2 separate regions of the Mus musculus genome follow, and region 2 is linked to region 1. Evidence: chromatin contacts called from public Hi-C data. All regions are on one chromosome and are shown on one strand. Each heading gives the region's core, a stretch centred on a gene start, on an enhancer-like site or on the middle of the called end of the contact. The rest is flanking DNA. Distances are from core to core; before and after follow the strand shown.

Region 1 (3,226 bases), core at 379-2,878:
ATTTGAAAAGCACCAGCATGAAATGAGATGCCGCTAAGTATCTTTTGGGTCTTTTTATTGTGTAAAATCACAGGGCCACTAATGATCAAAATGGACACTTTGAAATTTTCTAAGGCCAACATCAGGACCATCATCCCATTGCAGCAAAATCCCCAGGAGTAAGACAAAATTAACTCCCAAGTATTTTGACTTCTAGCCCAGGCCCTTATATCTATCTGATGAGTCAGGTAAACATCCAGGAAAATAAGATATATATACCTGTGGTCACACAAGGTGTTTAGTGTAGAGTGCTACCCACTTCTGGACAATGGACATGCTCACATGGAGGTTATTTTCATCTACCATGAAAATACCATGAAGAGCCTTATGTCATTTCAAGGGTGTAGAAATTAAATAGCTACAAGATCAGATGTTCATAGGGTCTGAGCTACAGGTAGTATGGCTTGTAGTAAACTAAATAAATTGTCAAATGTGTGGAAGGTCATCAGCAGAGAGTTCAGGACAGTCTGGAGGACCGTTATTTCTGTAGAAGGTGTTGGTGGACATCCAGAGATATATACTGCTCCAAGTTCATCAGCTCTTGACCCTATCTAAGCTACTCACTTTCTATTGTTAAATCTGTTGCCTCTTCTGTATGAGGTTTTGATTAAGAATAAGTCCCAGAGGATGGATTTGGAGATTGAAAGAGATGTTATCTGCATTGTGCTTGACATATGGGGCCCCTTACTAATCCCAGCCACTATTATAATCACCTAGGACACTGCCTAGACCTGTTCTCTGATTTTTTTTTATGACCTTTAACTATTAACATTCCTTCTTTGAGCACCACCCTCCCAGTTTTCCCAATGAGGATGTCAGAAAGATCCCCAGATCTCATATATCTTGGAAATCATAGAATTGTTATAGGGTAGGGTTGATTGTGGAGGTAGGATCTAGGCCTGGTAAGATAGAAATGCCTCAGTTGCAGAGGATAAAATGAGAGATAGGACAAAGTGTGTGTGTGTGTGTGTGTGTGTGTGTGTGTGTGTGTGTAGGGGTAGACCTATTTGCTTTTTCTAGCTTTACTCAACAAGATTTCTGTTGGCCACTTTGGAAATCCCCAAGCTAAAGTTAGTTCTGTGTTGACTGAAACAAAAACTCAAGGTCACAAAAAGAGAGAAATAAACAGAAGTGAAACCAAGCTGATGGTAAGCAAAGCATGACAAACAGAACCAGGTGTGGCCCTCGAGAAGGAAAAGGCCATTTTGATTGTAGTTGAATGTGTCTCTCATAGGTAGGACTATCAAGTCTACATTACATCCTTTCAAAATCCAAGCAATAGTCCTAAGGCCTGATGCTGCCTTCTATCTGGCTTCATCCTCATATTCCAAGCTCAGCCTTTAATATTAAAATCTTGGAAGTGCAGGGCAAATGAAGTTTTAGAATCAACCACTTGTCACTTTGCATGTTAGCAGGGTACCAGAGAGGAGTTGACTGGATCAGAACTATGGAGTTCTATCTCTATTTCCTAACCTGGAAAGAAATGAATAACTGAGTGAACAAGCACAAAAACCCCAGTTACTTGAAATTCTATGAAAATGACACATGATTTCAGTCCTTCATAACTTTATCTCCTGTGTCCACAGATTGGGACTTCCTCCTCATGACCAGAAATTCTGCTTTCAGGACTTCATCATGGTGATGTCACATGGCCTAAGTGACATGGAGACTCAAAGCTAGAGTTTACTTTTTAAATTTTTATTATTTTGTTTCGTGTGTGTGCGTTTGTGTTTGAAAAATTGGGGGCCACTTGTATGTCACAGTAATCATGTGGGGGCCAAAGACCGACTTGTTAGAGTTTATTTCATCATTGAGTCTCAGGAAGTGGATTAAAAGGAATGTTTAGTCTGCTGAGCCATCTCACTGGCCACTCAGGGTACACTTTTAAGAAGAAAATTATATACACTTTCACAGGGTCTAAGTTGCCTTGGAGAAGGAGCTGGATGGATGTCTACAGCAGTGAAGAGGGACCCATGGGCATGTGAGAAGGACAATATCTCATCTTTGTTTAATGACATTATTTCTTACAGAGAATAGTCTAGAAAGAGCCACACCAACACACTTTCAGGGTGTTTTCTAGGATAAACTAGATTTTTTATTAAAAAATTAACTTTATGTATACAGATGTTTTGTTAACAAGTATGTCTGTATCATATGCATGTGTGTTGCCCAAAGAGTCCAGAAGAAGGCATTGGATCACCTGAACTGGAGCTATATTTGTGAGTTATTATGTAGGTACTGTGAATTGAATCCAGGTCTCCTGAAAGAGCAGCCCATCCTCTTATCTACTGAGCCATCTCTCCAGCCCTGAAGTTTGTTTCTACATGTTTTCTAGCTTTTCAAAGAATATGTTTAATTATAAAACAAAAGCATGGGGTTATTTAATAATCATTATTCTCTTTTTGAGAAAAGCTGACAATGCATCTGTAAAAGCATGGATACTGTGTTACTTTGAAGAGGTTGAAAGGTGAGATGTGAGCTAGGTACATGGGTTTATTAATATAATTCCAGGACTTGAGAGGCTGAGACAGGAGGGTGATCCAAACATACAGATTCAAGATCAACTATATATCAATATCTGTCTCACATAAATACGTATACATATACATAATTTCATGAATATGGATATGAGGTGTGTATGTATGCCTTTGTCTGTGCCTATACTTATTGTCTGCATCTATGGCTAACCACTGTGGATATCTGTGGAGCAGAAATTTAGGTTATATTGGTTTTTAATTTTTATCTACATTAAAATATAACATCATATTTTTGGCAAACTATGGGAAAGAAATTTTATATCTTTTAGTCTTTTTGCTCTAGGTCAGTTAACACTAGACAAACATGTATTTCCTGTCTGTTCACATATTTACTAGAAGAACTCTGTATTTGGTGTTACATTGAAAACAAGACAGAAAACCATCCATCTAAGTCTTAATCCTTAAATCAACATTCATTGGCTTGATTGATTATCAGAGAGATGTGGAAAATTATCCATTGTCTTTGTTTACCTACAGTTTGCATGGTCTAAGAAATTTTAGGAGACTTTCACCTATGTCTTCATTTGGTATCTGTTCTCTAAGCATCATGAAGATAGCCACCATTATTTTTTGTTCACTTCCCACTTCTTTATCCAGTTCTGTGAGTGTAATATTATAGTCTAAAACTAAACTAAGAGAAGCTGAACCAC
Region 2 (3,226 bases), core at 375-2,874, 240 kb after region 1:
ATATCCCAGACTAACTTACTTAACCTTTTTGAGTAAAAATAATAAGCATGCCTCTTGGTGTCATATAATTTGCAAAATATTCAAAATGATTTTTTAATAACAGGTTAATACTTGCATGCTCATAAACTCATGGGTAGAAGCTCACTTTTGTGTTATTTCTAGAAGCTCACTTTTGTGTTATTTCTTACAGTATTAAAAGACTGGAAGAGGAGAAATATACTTTAATTTTGATTTAAGACCAGAAATTGTTTAAGTTTAGAGATTCATTGCAATCCTAAAACTAGAAATATGACTTAATGTCTCAATGTCCTTGGGGATAAGATATTGTGTCAAGATGAAAGAAATGTGTGACAATTCAGAAATACTTTACAAATGATTACTTGGTTTGTTTGTTTCATGGGATCACAGCAACATCATAAAAATAATAAAGCAATAAAAAAACCTGTATGAGTCAATAAGAGTGAACTGTGTTATCTCACAATGATTTCTGCTGGACAGATTTGCAAAATGTACATGCTGAATTAAGCGCCACACTGCACCTTTTCCTTCTCTTCTGTGACTCAATTATTTGTGGACAATCTTAGGCGATCGTTGGTCAGCAGTTTCAAAGTCAGTATCCAGACTGTTCTTCACATGGTAGTCTATTGTTACATCCATGTGTTCTCATAGGCATCTAGTAAAGGCATGGGGAACTCAGTGGTTCAGCATAACCTCATCTGACTCCTGGAAACTCTAGTGGTATTTACAATTCATAAAAGAGATTATATCCTGTGGTACTCAGACTTATCATTTCAGCATATCTTATTTAGGGGGAAATTTCTTACCTAATATCAAAGAAGAAATTATTTCATAGCCTTTTAAAACTATACAATGGATTTGCATTGCCATTAAATGAAGACTTGTAAAATAACAAATTAAGAATGAGTAGTTACTTCATTTTGATCTAGTTGTATAAAGAATATAACTGATAATGATTCTTTCTTGAGACCTTTTAACTCTAGTATTACAAACAAACATATCTAAGGGAAAATTAACATGTTTGAAATCTGTACTTTTAAAAACCTCTACCAAAATAGTTGACAAAATCTTTCCTTGTATTACTTTAACTAGAACACAAATGAAAACAAGTAGTTCCCTTCACCTTCTTTTCTCTGGAGTGTCAACAATACAATGGCTACAGAACCTGATAGTGGATCACACTATCAAAGAACAGTGATCATTCCAAGTTTCAAGTAAATGTTTATTTCTTGCTTGGGGAGGAGATTCTGAAGAGAAATAGCTGTTAAGAACGAGTCAAAGAATGAAACAGGTCATTCCAAAGGCATGCATCTTTATTTGCCATAAAACCTGACCGAGATAGAGGAAATCTGGGAAAATCAATCAGCATCCAGCCCATGCTGTAATGTTTCCAGAGATTTCCAGGACTCACAGATGCTGCAGCACTAGGGAGTTCTTAGGTTATTTGGCACATGGTGATTTGGTATATCATTAGCATTTTACTATCACCACTATTACTACATTAGATCTTTCCAGGCAAAGAGACAACCCTACTCTCAGGGAGGTTGCACAACTTTGAGGAAACACTTGCAGTTTTGTATTCTCTAATTCTGACCACTGAGCTTGATGCAGGATATTACATGTGAGTCAGGAGTCAACTTCATAACTTGCCAATTTCTGAGAAGTACACAGTGTCCCCTGCTGGATCATGAATACGTTCTTCATAATATGCATGAAATATCTTTTGCATATTTTCACTTCCCCTATTATAGGATCTTTAGTTTCTCTTAAAAATGCTAACTTATTTTTGTTATATGTTAAAATTCTACTCATTAATTTTCTTTGATTTATTGACTTTATGTATTTGTGATCCCAAGTAATTTTTCTCTGAATCAAAAATAACTGTAATTTTCATCTTTATAGGATTCTGTGATTTTTTTCAAGTTGAAAAACCTTTTTAAAAATTAATATTATTTAATTACATTCCAAAGTTGTCCCCTCCTGGTTTGCTTTTCCAGAGTTCTTCACCCCATCCTACCTCCCCCTCACCTCCGAGAAGGAGATCCACATTGCCACCAATACCCCCTTCACTGTGGCATCAAGTCTCTACATGATAAGACCCATCTTCTCACACTGAGACTAGACAAGGCAGTACTCTTCTACATATGTGCCTGGGGCATCAGAGCACCTCTGCTATAATCTTTGGTTTGTGATTACTCTTAGGAAGTTCCCAGGGCCCATGTTAGTTGACACTGTTAGTCTTCCTATGTATGGGATTTTCATTCCCTTCATTTCTTTCATTCCTTTCCTTAACTCTTCCAGAGTTCCCAAACTCAGGCAAATATTTGGCTGTAATTATCTGTATCTGCTTCAGTCAGTTTCCAGTAGAGCCTCTCAGAGGACAGCAGTGCTAGGCTCAAGTCTGCAAGCACAACATGGCATTCATAATAGTGTCAGGATTTTATGCCTGCCTATGGGATGGATCCTAAGTTGGGCAAGGCACTGGATAGCCTTTACTACAAACTCTGCTCCATTTGTATCCCGACATTTCTTTTAGATAGGAACAATTCTGCATCAAAAAAGTTGAAGGTGAGTTGTTGTCCCCATCCTTCCAGTGGGTGCCCTGTATAACTAATGGAAGTGGTATCTTCTCCCCACTGTTGGACATGTCAGGTAGGATCAATTCCTGTGAGCCTCTCACATCCCAGGTTTATAGGACTTCCTATAGGTTCTCCTGCAACCACCCTCCATGGCTCCATATTTTCATTCATTCTTCTGGTTTTTTTGGACTTCTCTCCTGTCTCCCCTATACCTGATAATTGCCCTTTTCCCCTCCCCCCATCTCACCCAGGTCCCTCCCTCCCTCTGTCTTTGATAATTATTTTGTTAATTATAGTTAATATTTACCTACAATTGGAGCATTTGACCCACTTCAATGTTTGTGTACATGTACTGTATTTTTCTTATTGACACTGTAACTTTCTATTATATAATAAAAACTATGTTTTTTTCATTTAAGTTTTGTGTCACAGAATATTCTAGTGCTGTACCATCAGACCTGAAATAATATCTACCTTTTTGTTAATTTATTTGCTTCACTTCCATTTTATTTGTCTGTTTGGGAAATATAAGATATTTAAATATAACATGCTTTAGAAGTTATAATTAAATATAATATCAGTTTCAGATTTTATAGTCAGTGAGAAATTAATACACATTCATAACTTCT

Evidence for each region. Hi-C and Micro-C count contacts between places; a contact is called where the count stands out from the background.
Region 2: a contact with region 1 is called in a Hi-C map of B cells, with 5 times the contacts expected there. The contact joins two enhancer-like sites. A contact is called at or near these places in 1 of 39 promoter capture datasets (the C10 cell line), 1 of 15 datasets of contacts at CTCF or cohesin (pro-B cells), 18 of 484 Hi-C or Micro-C datasets (B cells, centroblasts, centrocytes and 7 more) and 6 of 115 datasets of contacts at active chromatin or transcription factors (the 230-238 cell line, bone marrow-derived dendritic cells, epiblast stem cells and 3 more).

What each region holds. Positions count from the first base shown.
Region 1 is chr16:19,006,328-19,009,553 of GRCm38.p6, forward strand. No RefSeq gene overlaps it. Among named protein-coding and RNA genes, the nearest start is that of Hira, 130 kb to the left of the region's middle. Within about 2 kb of position 1,629, at least 27 of the 459 cell types and tissues checked have an H3K27ac peak or open chromatin away from gene starts, as enhancers often do. A contact at or near this core is called in B cells, where this site is marked.
Region 2 is chr16:19,244,382-19,247,607 of GRCm38.p6, forward strand. Gm35545 (a long non-coding RNA gene) reads left to right here. Exons shown (of 6, transcript XR_875946.3): 6 at 1-797. It also overlaps Igl. Among named protein-coding and RNA genes, the nearest start is that of Gm35545, 27 kb to the left of the region's middle. Within about 2 kb of position 1,625, at least 10 of the 459 cell types and tissues checked have an H3K27ac peak or open chromatin away from gene starts, as enhancers often do. A contact at or near this core is called in B cells, where this site is marked.